Regions from separate parts of the Mus musculus genome. Here region 2 is linked to region 1. A link is a contact called in public Hi-C data. All regions are on one chromosome and are shown on one strand. Each heading gives the region's core, a stretch centred on a gene start, on an enhancer-like site or on the middle of the called end of the contact. The rest is flanking DNA. Distances are from core to core; before and after follow the strand shown.

Region 1 (6,653 bases), core at 1,808-4,307:
CATCAGATTCTTTTGTGACTTACTCCCCCCCCCCCCCATCTGATAGGTCTTTTCTTTAAAACTCTTGAAAATTATTAATACCTCTGTCTTTTCTGGCAGGGTACCACAGGCCTTAAAACATTCTATTACATTTCTGACCTGAAACAGCTTTTTTTTTGACCCAGAAGGATTGGCAAATTACAGACCCCAAGCCAAACTTCTATGGAGATATGAGAGCAAGAGGTAGGCTTTCAAGTGCTTAACCATGGAGCCGTAATCTTTATGACAAATAGCCTTTTGCTTTGCAGTTATGGCTAGTTTACTATATGTATGGCTAAGTGAGGGTCCCTTAAAGCTGGTCAGGGACTTTGTCCGAAGCCCCCTCCCAAGTGTCATGGCACTCCTTTTTACTGGTCTTCCTGGAGGGACAGGATTAGCTCCATAGATCACCCTGGCTTCCCGACCAGCTGCCAGGCAGTAAAGCCCGGGAACTGGGGTGGTGGATCTGAAGGCATCAGCTTGTCACTCTTGATGACCATTCATCTGCAACAGAAATAGCCCATGGTGCCTCAGAGATCGATGTGGAGACCACCGCTCTTCAACATTATTGCCACTAATTATTAAGATGAATGTGGTGATTAATGGGAGCAGTGCTTTTTCACTCTATGCAAATGGTGAGCTCATGCATATACATGGTGGAGGGGGCTTACCAACCTGGTGCCCTGAACATTACTGCTCAGCCCCCTTATTCAGCTGTCACTGTGACCCAGGTGCAACAACTTACAGTGATTTAAAAAAGAAATGCTAAAAATGAATTGTTGATCAGCAGCCTCAGGCAGCTTTTTGGAAATTCCCTTCTACGAGGGCTGTGCTTTGATTAGGGAAAGCTCAATCAAGGCAATAACCGGGGTTATTAAGGATGCTGCATTAGCTCGTGGTCCTCAGTTACTGTGTTCTGAAGGAAGGTGCTGGTGAGGAAAAAGCAAAGCCGACTTCTGCTGTGATAAGATTAAACTGAGCCGACGACTCATACTTGGAGTTTTAAGTTGGAAAGATGAGTAGGGGGGGGGGGGCGTGTCAATTAAGCACCAGCAAGCTCCTTTACATTGGTTTCTTTTCTTGTTGCTATGACGACACGCCCAACAAAAGTGTTTTTAAGGGAGAAAGGATTTATTTTGGCTCACAGTTTGAAAGTGTGTGGCAGGAGAGACGTGGTGGTGAGAGAAACTCTAGGCAACTGGTCAGATCGTGTTTGCAATTAGGATGCAGAGTGGGAGACAGGTGTGTGTTCTCCACTTACTTTTTTGTATTTAGTCTGGAACCCCAAATGAGGTGGTGCTAGCCACATTCAGGATGGGTTTTCCAAATTCAGTTAAATCTCTCTGGAAATACCCTCATACACACGCCCAGAAAATTGCCTTGTAGGTTCCTCTAAGTCCTGTCAGGTTGATGACCAACAGCAACCATCACAAGCCCACCCCTTTCCAAACTGACACTCAAACAAATCACTTTTAAATCACAACCTTCCAACCATAGTTTCTAAAGCGCGGAGCATTTCATAATGAAAAGGCATTTAGTCCATCTCTAAATGTCACCAAAGTCTCAGCATTCCAAAGCAAAGCCAAAGCTCAGAACCTCTGCAGAGCTTTGGATATCTCCTACAGTGAGCTTCTGTAAAATCAAATCGACGAGTTTCTTTTTCCAATCTTCGACAACACAGAATAAACATTCTCATTTCAAAAGGCAAGGTTATGGGAATCAGAAGAAAAACACACTATACAAGGAAAGATTGAAGCAAGACTAACAAAAGCAAGACTAAAGCAGAGAATGATTGAACCAGAGCGAAACAAGACCCAGTACAGAACACAGCACACCCTGAAGCACCTCATTGGGCATTTGGGGCTTGTGATGGAAACAACTGGGCTCCAAAGGGTTTAGGAATCCCCGCCCATTCAGCTCTGCTTCCTATAGCACAACGGTTCTCTCTTGAGCTGGCTCTACTCCACAACCAAACTTTGTTCTGTCAACCTCCCTTAGTCCTGGCATCTCCAACATCCTGAGGTCTTCATTTCAACTTCAGGATTTCCTCCGCAGGGTCTCCTTTCAGTGACTCCAACCCTGCTACATTGCTTGGCCTCAATGGCTGTCTAGAAACTTTATGTAAGCTTCCACAACCATCCCCCAACTCCTGTATTTAGCATGCCTGCAAACAATTGATGTCACTGCCAAATTATGTTGCCAGCTTGAGATGTAGTCAGTTCCCATCTACAATATTTATTATGCTTATGTAAACTTTGGTAGACAAATCCAGAGCAACATTTCTTTCTACAGTTGTTTTACAACAGGGAGTCTTCCAGTGGCAGTCTGGAGGAGTCTCTCTCCCTTCAAATACATTGTATTTTGATAATCTAGAGTTTTTTATGTGTGGGGTCTTATTCTCCAGGAAACTTTCCTACTATCCCACTGCAAGATTACTTCTTAAATTACACCAGTGTCTTTGACAAACTCAGCTGCTTTCTCTTGTCAGCAACTTTTTCTGCTTCTCTTTGTATATGTGTGTACTATGTATGTATGTATGTATGTACTATGTATGTTTGTGTAGGAAAGTGTAGTATGTACTCTGTGTGTGTGTGTGTGTGTGTGTGTGTGTGTGTGTGTGTCTGTGTCTGTGTGTCTGTGTGTGTCTGAGTGTCAGGTCAACCTCAGCTAGCAACCCTCACTTTCTTTCTTGTTCAAGACAGAGTCTCTTTTGCTGCGGCACAAGCCATGCTATCTGACCTCTGAGCTTTCTCTTTTGCTACCGCACAAGCCATGCTCTCTGAGCTTCTGGATCTTCTTCTGTCCCCACCTCTCATCTTCCATGGGGTCACAGACATGCACCACCACACCCTGCACTGAGTGAGTCCCGAGGATCCACACTCAGACCCTCACACTTGTGTGGCAAGTGCTCTGAGCACTGAGCCATCTTGGCTGCATCCACTGTCAGAAACTTTAAATTCACTTCTGCATCTTTTCTCAGCAAGCCCCATGTGTTGTCATGTCCCTCTGTTTATTGTCTGTACTCTCTCCCCATAAACCTGCATAAAAGTGGTGAGTCATAGCCATGACACAATCTGAATGCTTAGCTGTGGAGGAAATCCCTCTGTCAAACAAATTAGCCCATGACCTTTGAACTCAGCCTCCCTTAAATTTTCAGTATATGTGCAGAAAAACGTAACTAGATTCTTTGCTAGGATGAATTTCTGATGCTCTTCCTCAGAGTCCTCGTTCCCCTCTCATGAACCAGCCTCCACTGTCCATACTGTTTTTCAGTCTCTAGTCCTCTTAGGTTTTACTAGGACAGCCCATTAGACTGTACTCACCACATTCTAGATCTTCACTAGCCTGCGGCTCCAAAACTATCTCCGTTCCTCCTTCAAACAGATTCCAGAATCCTAGAAACACATGGTCAGGTTTAGCAGGAGCAGCACCACTCCTGGGCACAACTGTAATTGTTGTATTAGACACTTTCTCATTACTGTGGCAAAATACCGATTTAAAAGCTGCTTAAAGAAGAAAGCTTCTGTTTGGGGTCACAGTGTAAGAGTATACTGCATTGTGGCATGGAAAACGTGGCAGTAAAACTCGCTAGCTGTTTGGCAGAGATGTGGCAGAAGCATGAGGCAGCTGGTCACATGCATCATCAGTAATAAGAAGGAGAGATAAACACTGACACTCCATTCACTTTCTCAGTGGGACTTAGGCTGGAACCCCAGCCTATGGCACGGTACCATCCACAGCCAAGGTGAACTCCATGGTCAGATAAAGCTCTCTAGAAACACACTCACAGAAACTCTGAGATTTTCCTCCTGGGTACTTAATCCTTTCAAGTCAATCACAGTAACTACCACGACATCCTAAGCTTAAAATGATAGGGTCGTTTTGAGTTCCCTAGTGAGTGAGATATAAGCATGTCTTCCACATGAAAATAATTGTTTCTGCCATAGCCATCCTTCATGTAACATGGCTATTATCTGCTACAGTTTGCAAACATATATTTCACTCACTTAGCAAACATTTCATCAGTATAATACCGAACTCCCTGTTCTTTGCCATATGATCAAAGTATAGACCACTACTAAGTTCCTAAGATGTAAGCTTTCCTTAGTGACTGAAGTAATATTATTCTCCTTTGTAAACTCAGTGTCTGCCATATTGTTGTCAATCAATAAATATTTGTCAAATGATTACGTTTTGTATTTAAATTAAAATTCAGGATCTGTAGGATCTATAGCCCACCACTTTCCAAACCAGCATAATCTCTAACCATATTCTAAGTATTTGTCCTTATACCCACAGAGAAATATAGTTCTCATTCCTCACCAAGAAAATATCTTTTTGTAACAGAAGGACCCCATTACAGAAAACCACAACTAATCAAAATGCAGAGCTGTGTGCGGCCAAGTCTGAATGGATACATCTAGAAAACAAGTCCTGAACCTATGACTCAGGGAACATTGTGGAAGAGGGGGCAGAAAGGCTATAACAGGAAGACCATGAAGTTTGCTGTGAGGTTGTGTCCTCTAGTCCTATCAGAAGCTAAGCCCATAGAGTCTCACTAACATGACCTAAGCTGGAGCTGAACAAAGCCAACAACAAGCATACCAGAGTGGACTGGGGAGTGAGGAGCTCACAAAGCAACTAAGCAAGGTTGAGATTGGGAGAAATAATCTTCCCCAAGATAGGACATACTATATGCATATAACAACAATGAAAACAAAAGAGGCAATGAATTGAAAAGAAAGCAAGAAGGGGTATATGGGAGGAAAGGGAAGGGAGAAATGATGTAATTCCTCTACAAGCTCAAAAAATAAAAGAATAACATTTTAAAAAGAAAAATACAGAAGAATGTAAGACCTAGCTTCTACCCTGAATAAAGCTACACTTACCAGGAAAGTAAGGCCAGCGTATCCTAATGGATCCATTCTTAATCCATTCCCTATTGTTGTAGATGAGTACAGACTGGAGGATCTATGAAGAATGGGATTGTGTTCATTTTAATATTCTGGAAGCTATGTTGACACACTGCTTAGCATGGCAAGTAACTTCTCCAACTCATCAGAACATGACAGAAAACATCAATTAGAAGACACAGCTAGTGTGTCAGAGAGCTCACTCCTTCCATTATCCATCAATCTCCAACTTAATCCATCCACAAGGGGAGAGCTCTTTAGGACCTAATTTTCTTCTTAAAGATCCTATATCCTAATACCATTATCAAGTGAATTTGGGGATTACATTTCTAGCACAAGAAATTGGGGAATATTCACTTGTATCAGCTTCTCTTATCAGTGTAATCAAATACCTTACACAAGCAACTTAAGGGAGAAAGGGTTTTTTGACTCATACCTTCTGGGGCTATCAGTCTATGATGCTAGGGAAGGTATAGTAACAGGAGCAGGCCAGGTCTGTTTGATAGCTTGTCCACATTTTGACCAAGCATTCTACCAGGAATCAAAAGTAAAGAAACTCACTTCAGCTACCCTGGCCACCACGTGTTCCTAAAGATCTACAATATCTCAAAATAGCTACTAGCTGAAACTGGCAAACACGTCAACACATGAACTTGTGGAGGACTCTTCAAAACCAACAATACCATCATTGAGACCAGAGTGCATAGAATCCCTTCTCAAAGACATTGATAGGAAAATCATATTCCTTGTTTAATACACATCCCTATCTAAGACTTCCTCTTTCTATCTACCCAACTCCCTTTCTTTTTTTTAAATTAGATATTTTCTTTATTTACATTTCAAATACTATCCTGAAAGTTCCCTGTACACCCATCCTGCCCTGTTCCCCTACCTACCCACTCCCACTTCTTGGCCCTGGCGTTCCCCTGTACTGGGAACCAAGGGGCCTCTTTTCCCAATGATGGCTGACTAGGCCATCTTCTTCTACATATGCAGCTAAAGACACGAGCTCTGGAGGTACTGGTTAGTTCGTATTGTTGTTCCACCTATAGGGTTGCAGACCCCTTCAGCTCCTTGGGTACTTTCTCTAGTTCCTCCATTGGGGGCCCTCTGTTCCATCCAAGAGATGACTATGACCATCTACTTCTGTATTTGCTAGGCGCTGGCATATCCTCACAAGAGACAGCTATGTCAGGGTCCTTTAAGCGAAATCTTGCTGGCATGTGCAATAGTGTCTGGTTTTGTTGGCTGATTTCAGGATGGATCCCCGGGTGGGGTAGTCTCTGGATGATCCATCCTTTCGTCTTAGTTCCAAACACTGTCTCTGTAACTTCTTCCATAGGTATTTTGTTCCCTATTCTAAGGAGGAATAAAGTATCCAAACTTTGGTCTTTCTTCTTCTTGATTTTCTTGTGTTTTGCAAATTGTATGTTGGGTATTCTAAGTTTCTGGGCTAAAGTCCACTTACTTATCAGTGCGTGCATATCAAGTGAGTTCCTTTGTGATTGGGTTACCTCACTCAGTATGATATCCTCCAGATCCATCCATTTGCCTAAGAATTTCATAAATTCATTGTTTTTAATAGCTGAGTAGTACTCCATTGTATAAATTGCCCTTTCTAAGTAGGTGAAGAATTTAGTTGGAATTTTGATGTGGATTGCATTGAATCTGTAGATTCCTTTCAGGAGGATAGCCATTTTGACTATATTAATCCTGCCGATC
Region 2 (6,653 bases), core at 2,314-4,813, 320 kb after region 1:
GGATACCTATCATGTCAAACTGCCCTCTAAATAATTGTGTTTATGGCCATAGATTACTGCTGCTGGAGCCTTAGTGGGATATGCTTGTCTTGTGTTGGTTGGAAATGACAGCAGAGTCTTGTAACTTATCAAAGTTATGAGAATACGTGTCTATTGAATGTTCAGCCATAAACAGGACATCTACACAGCCACCTCTAAGTTTCAGGCTATAACTAAGACAGGGAAGCAGAGAGGAGGTGAAAGCACAGGTGAAGCGGTAGAACGCTGTCCTGTAGGCATTTGACAAGGCTGTCTTCCTGAACTCTCAGTATCTGTGATAACTCACCCAAGACATGCACAAGATGTGGACCATTGAGAGGGCCTGAAAGGCAGTTCACCAGACACACCAGACCCTACCCTTCCCTGAGGCTATGTAAATACTTAACAGCTGCAAGGGCTAGAGGCACGTTCTTCAGTGGTATACTTGTTTGTAAGCTGCCCATTCTTCTACAAGTAACCCCTTACCTGTGCTTCTGTAAATAACCACAGTTAAACTCATTGGCTCGCTTTGCAAGACTTTGGTCTGTTATTAGTGCCCAATCTAGGATGGATAGATATTTGTTTACCTGTCCCCTAGGACAAGTTGATACAATGCCTTGACTAACTGTGCTGGCTAGTTTTATGTCAACTTGACATAAGCTAGAGTCGCTGGAGAGTAGGGAACCCCAAATGAGAAAACACCTCCATAACATCAGGCTGCAGGCAATCCTGTATGACATTTTCTCAATTAGTGATTGTTAGGGGAGGGTGCAGCCTGTTGAAGGTAGTGCCATCCCTGGGCTGGTGGCCCTGGGTTCTGTATCAAGGCAGCAGAACAAGTCAGAAGGCAGCACTCCTCAAAGGCCTCTACATAAGCTACTGCCTCCAGGCAGGTTTCTGCCCTGCTTAAGTTTCTTTCTTGACTTCCTTCAGTGATGAACAGTGGATGCTGTGGAAGTGTAAACCAACAAGCCATTCCTTACACAAGTTGCTTGGTCCTAGTCTGGTCATCACAACAACTGTATCCCTGATGAAGACACTAACCATCCAAGATGCTCTGCCATTGAACATGATCATTCAGGTACCACCACTTAAGATCTTGTTATAGGGTGCCAGGTAATACTGTCATAGTTCTCAAGGTAAATGGAGAGTGAGGGCTTTCAGCTTAATAGGATGGTTGATCCTCAATTGTTTGTCAGTTTATAGGTGATGTTACCTTCCTTCCTTTCAAGGGGAGGTTGATCCAAAGCCATGTGTAGTGATTTGGATGAGAACAGTCCCCACATATTCATAGATTTGAATATTTGGTACCTAGTTGGTGGAAGTATTTGGAGAAAGATAAGGAGGTTTGACCTTGTTGAAGATGTATGGTGGCACGCGCCTTTAATCCCAGCACTCGGGAGACAGAGGCAGGCAAATTTCTGAGTTCGAGGCCAGCCTGGTCTACAAAGTGAGTTCCAGGACAACCAGGGCTATGCAGAGAAACCTTGTCTCAAAAACAAGAAGAAGAAGGAGGAGGAGGGGGTGGGGAGGACAGGGGGGAGGAGGAGAAGGAGGAGGAGGGGGTGGGGAGGACAGGGGGGAGGAGGAGAAGGAGGAGGAGGAGGAGGAGAAGGAGAAGGAGAAGGAGAAGGAGGAGAAGGAGAAGAAGAAGAAGAAGAAGAAGAAGAAGAAGAAGAAGAAGAAGAAGAAGAAGAAGAAGAAGAAGAAGAAGAAGAAGAAGAAGAGAAGAAGAAGAAGAAGAAGAAGAAGAAGAAGAAGAAGAAGAGGAGGAGGAGAAGAAGAAGAAGAAGAAGAAGAAGAAGAAGAAGAAGAAGAAGAAGAAGAAGAAGAAGAAGAAGAAGAAGAAGAAGAAGAAGAAAGAAGATGTATCTAGAGGTGGCCTTTGAGATTTCAAAAACCTGTAGCAGGCCAAGTTTTCACTTCCTCTCCCTCTCCCTCTCTCTGTTCCTTCCTCTTCCCACCCCTGCCTCCTTCCCCCTCTCTCCACTCTCCTGCTTGTACAATGAAATGTCAGCTCTCAATTGCTCCCATGCCCTGCCTACTGCCATGTTCCCCACCATGATGATCTTAGACTCACCCTCTGAAACAGCAAGCAAACCCCCAATTAAACGCCTTCTTTTCTAAATTGCCTTGGTCATGGTGTCCCCTCCCAGCAATGGAAAAGCAACTGTAGTCCTGTGGGTGGGAATTCCACGGGAAAATGCAGCATCAGTGTGTAAAACAAGGAGGAAGAAACAGAGAAAGAGCTTTTCATCTCTCCCACACCTTGCTGAGGAGCAGAAGTCTGTAACCTTCAGGTTTCACAGTCAGATGACTGGCACAATCAAATCTAGAGATTTTACTCTCCCAGATATCAACCCTCAGTAGAAAAAATCCAAAAATCCCACCAAGCAATGAGCATGGTCACTGCTCCAACCCTACTCGGGGCTGCTCACCTGAAGGACTTTCTCTGTCATAGATAGATCATTTGTAGATGCCCGGGATCCACTCCCCTTTCATTTTCTGTGTGAAGTCCCCAAACATTCATGGTATCCCTGTATATTTTCTCTACAGTGAAGCACTTCCTTGTTGGCCTGGTACTAGCTGACTTCTAATCTTTATTAGTCAGATGTCTGCTCCTCAGAGACTCAAAGAGCAAGAATGACTAGTAGGCTTGTATGCTGGGTCCAAGCTACCCATGAGCATCAGCTCATAGGAACCTAGACACCTTCTCTGCTGATCGCATCCATTCTTTAACCCAGCTTCCTCTCGCCAGGACAGTTTGGGGGAGATCCTTCTGATCCTCTCTCGCCCCTCTTCCCTGCACCCCTGCCCCATCATCCCAGACTTCCATCCCCAGCTTCCTGTTCCCTTTCTTCTTCCCTTTCTAATGACCCCCAAAGACCTTACAAACCAGCGAGAGCCCAGAAATGTGGACACAGTACTAATAACCTCTCACAGATATCTCATGATAACTTTATAAAGCGATGCTTTAGATGGGACTTCTGGGAGGCAAGCTGCATAAATAGTTAAGGACCTAAGTCAAAGACCCAGATCAACTCTATTTAAGTGCTTGTGAAAGCAAGACTGAGAGGATACAAGTCACATGCTCCTGTTTAACCTTTACCAGAAGGCCTGGGCTCGCTGGCGCTCTCTCTCTCTCTCTCTCTCTCTCTCTCTCTCTCTCTCTCTCTCTCTCTCTCTCTCTCTCTCTCTCTCCTCTCCCCCCTCTCCGCTCCAGCTCCACACATGCATAGTGTCAGTGAGCTAAAGGGTCTGTTGTGGGCAATGAACCCATCTCAAGCAGAAAAATCTCCTTTAGCACAACTTGGCACTAACAAGTCACAGAACAAAGGCAGGAAGCGTCCCTTTTCGTTTTATTCACCGGGAAGGACTCTGCCCACTCCTTACCCACTGTCTGATTTCTCACCAAAGGAACATTTGCAAGATGAAAGATTTATATTCTGTGAAATATTTCACTTGTCATCACAGGGGACTCCAGGTTCCCCGGCTGTGCCGTGGGTTCCGGGAAGGCTCCCTGTGCGGCCTTCCTCACAAGCAAAGCCACACTGCTCCCAAGTGGCTTCTGTGGAGAAGCAGAAAGCCAACTGTGGCTGAGACTGAACATTCCAGGCCCAGGGGCTGTTTCCCCGATGCCTCTTCTAGGGGGAGACCTCTATAGACCTAGCATCAGGCTCCTCACAACGGTTACCCTGGGGAGCTCAGCTCTCCCAATCGGAGGAAGACCTTAGATCTTGGCAAAGGTTCAGCCTTTTAAAGTAAAATTGGAAACCTACAGGGCTGTCAGCGTTGGTGCCAATTACACTGGATTGTTTGTACCCCAAAAAGGCAGCTCCCTACTGTTCACGAATCTTCTGTCACTTGGGAAGACAAGGCTGTCACAATAAGTACTATCCCCTTGCTGGTCTCATCCTTTGTCAACAATGAAAAACATCGCTTTTCTTTATAATTACTAATCTTGTAACATTACTGTCCCTGCACCCTGAAGGGGGTTTTTCCTTCTGTCACTAGAATCGGTGTTCTCGCAATTTAGAGTAACTCTGCCCGATAAACTCTAAAGTTATTGACGTAGAGGCAGGTGAATATCACAATATAGGCGCATGGCTCCTAATAGCTCCTCAGAGCCACGCCCCCACTTACCCCTGCCTTCGCCCAAAGCTAAGGCTGCTGAGCTCTAGGTAAATTAAATCCAAAACTCCATGGTAGACACAAGAACCAGTGCATAGTGAAGTTCTGCAGGCATTTGAATGCTGTTGTCTGCTGATGAATTCTTAATTCAAGCTGCACCAAAGACACACCAGGCGAGCCAGGAAGCACTAGCCCTCCTAGACTCCACCCAGGCCATTCAAATTAGAACCAGGAATAACTGTGTCTCACATTATGTTAGAGATTCTGATGAGCTAAATGTTGAGAATAAAGTTACATTATTTAACTCGATGACTTCATTATTCACAACAGTATGTTCACAGACACACAAAAAAATAAAAAATAGAGAGAGAATAAAAAGATAATGGCTGGAAATATCTCTCTCTCTCTCACACACACACACATACACACAAACACACACACACACACATTGTTAAAGGCTAAGACTCACAACCAAAGAATAAAGAGTTGTGCTGGACATGATTGCACACACCTTTAATTAGCAGTTAGGAGGCAGAGACAGATGAACCTCTGAGTTTGAGGCCAAATGGGTCTATATCAATTGTTCTCAACCTGTGGGTCCGGACTCCTTTGGAAGTCACATATCAGATATCCTGCATATTGGATATTTACATTACAATTCATAACAACAACAAAATTACAGTTATGAAGTAGCAATAAAAGTAATTTTATGGTTAGGGGTCACCACAACATGAGGAACTGTATTAAAAGGTTGCAACATTAGGAAGGTTGAGAACCACTAGTCTACATAGTAAGTTATAGGCTAGCCTGGGCTACATAGTGAGACCCTGTTTCAAAAAATAATAATAATAAATTTTAAGAGAAATAGAAAGTTTTTTTAAATACATATTTGGGATATGAATTTTCCTAAACACTGCCTTCCAGTAATGACCAGTTAGTTTATCTCTCTGGAGAGTATAAAGAAAGGGGAAGGAGTCCAAAGCCTTTGTTGCCTGCCTAACCCTGGCCCAGCAGCTCTGGGAGCAAGAGGCAGTCCCCAGCAGTACACATCCCATCACTAGGGGAGGCAGGAGACTGCCACGCTCTTCATCACAAGCCGCTCTTTTAACATTTCATTTTGTGAGTGCCTAAATTAGAAACATTTTCTTCATTAAGCCAGATTTATGAAGTAACAATTACCTCATTTGCCCATTTTTTAAAATTAATCAAAGATTTATATAACTTCCAATCAGAGGTGCTGACCAGTAAAAAAAACCTACCCATTGCTGGTGTCAAATTGCAAGAATGCCATTCCCCAGCAGAGGAAAGCGAGGCAGGTTGAACCCACACAATTCATCTTAAATAGGCAGGCTCTTCTAAAAGCAAATTTGAAATGCTAAACTGTGGGAAACAAATCATGGCCACTGAAAGCTTGGGGACTGTTGAGGAGGAAGGAGGCAAGATGAATACAAATATTCCAGGGCAGCAGGTTGAAAGGGGAAAGGTTAGAGAGTAAGTGGGGGCTTCTACCACAGCACTATGCTGTTAGGGACTTTATTCTGCCAATAATTGCACATGAATCCTTGCACATATCAAACCATCACCGCCAGACTCCATTTTCCCATTTGTAAACTGAGAGAGATTAAGCTAAGGCAGGTCTCCTCAAGCTTGGCTGTATTGATATTCAAGGCAGATCATTTCCTTGTGGGCCTGCCCTGTACATAACAGGACGTTTAGTGACATGGCTGGCCTCTACTCATTAACCGCTAGGACCATACCCTGTCACTGTAGTAATCACAAGGGTCTAGAGACATGGCTAAATATCTGCACCCTGTCCCAGGGGGATTCTAAGTTCCCTATATTTTTGAAAATCCATGACTTACATGGAAGAAGCTGAGGGGTGGTTCGGTGGATTCGGGAACACACAGAAAAAGCCAAAATGGGTCCTGCACGTGGAAAGGCACCTCTAAAGATGTCGTCAGGGTGCACTGGAGTTTTAATCAACCTAAGGAGCTTTTCTAACTGTCAGAGTCAAGATGAAATGTCTGACCCATTTAATCAGAACTCCATGGGGCTGCAAGGCTCTACAGCTGACTCCAGTGTGACCGTTCAAAGGTCATCACAGGAGATCATAGTGGAAGACAGAAGGAGCTGTCTGTCTCGTCATCTCTCACAATTCTGCTAATACTTTATTTCAATCAATATGGTAAAAGAAGGTCCCATCTGTGCAAAACACTACAGTATTCTCCAATACATCCTCAAGTGTATTTAACATATTCAACTGTATACTTTGACCCACTCGGCAACATACCACACTGTGTGATTTTTGCATTCCTCAAAGAACAAAACTCGGCTTTAGTAGTAGCAACGCAGTACACGGTACACACACATGCACGTACACACACATATACATGCATGCATATACACACATACTCATGAACATGTGTGCACATACTCACACATACACATACTCCCACATGCACACAAATATATATGCATGTGAATGTACACACACACACACGCAC

What was found. A called contact is a pair of places that touch in the nucleus more often than the background predicts.
Region 2: a Hi-C map of uterus shows a contact between it and region 1, with 4 times the contacts expected there. The contact joins two enhancer-like sites. A contact is called at or near these places in 3 of 484 Hi-C or Micro-C datasets (all in uterus) and 1 of 115 datasets of contacts at active chromatin or transcription factors (embryonic basal ganglia).

What each region holds. Positions count from the first base shown.
Region 1 is chr11:19,353,229-19,359,881 of GRCm38.p6, forward strand. It overlaps the pseudogene Gm12026. Among named protein-coding and RNA genes, the nearest start is that of Gm39601, 260 kb to the right of the region's middle. Within about 2 kb of position 3,058, at least 7 of the 459 cell types and tissues checked have an H3K27ac peak or open chromatin away from gene starts, as enhancers often do. A contact at or near this core is called in uterus, where this site is marked.
Region 2 is chr11:19,667,733-19,674,385 of GRCm38.p6, forward strand. No RefSeq gene overlaps it. Among named protein-coding and RNA genes, the nearest start is that of Gm39601, 52 kb to the left of the region's middle. Within about 2 kb of position 3,564, at least 13 of the 459 cell types and tissues checked have an H3K27ac peak or open chromatin away from gene starts, as enhancers often do. A contact at or near this core is called in uterus, where this site is marked.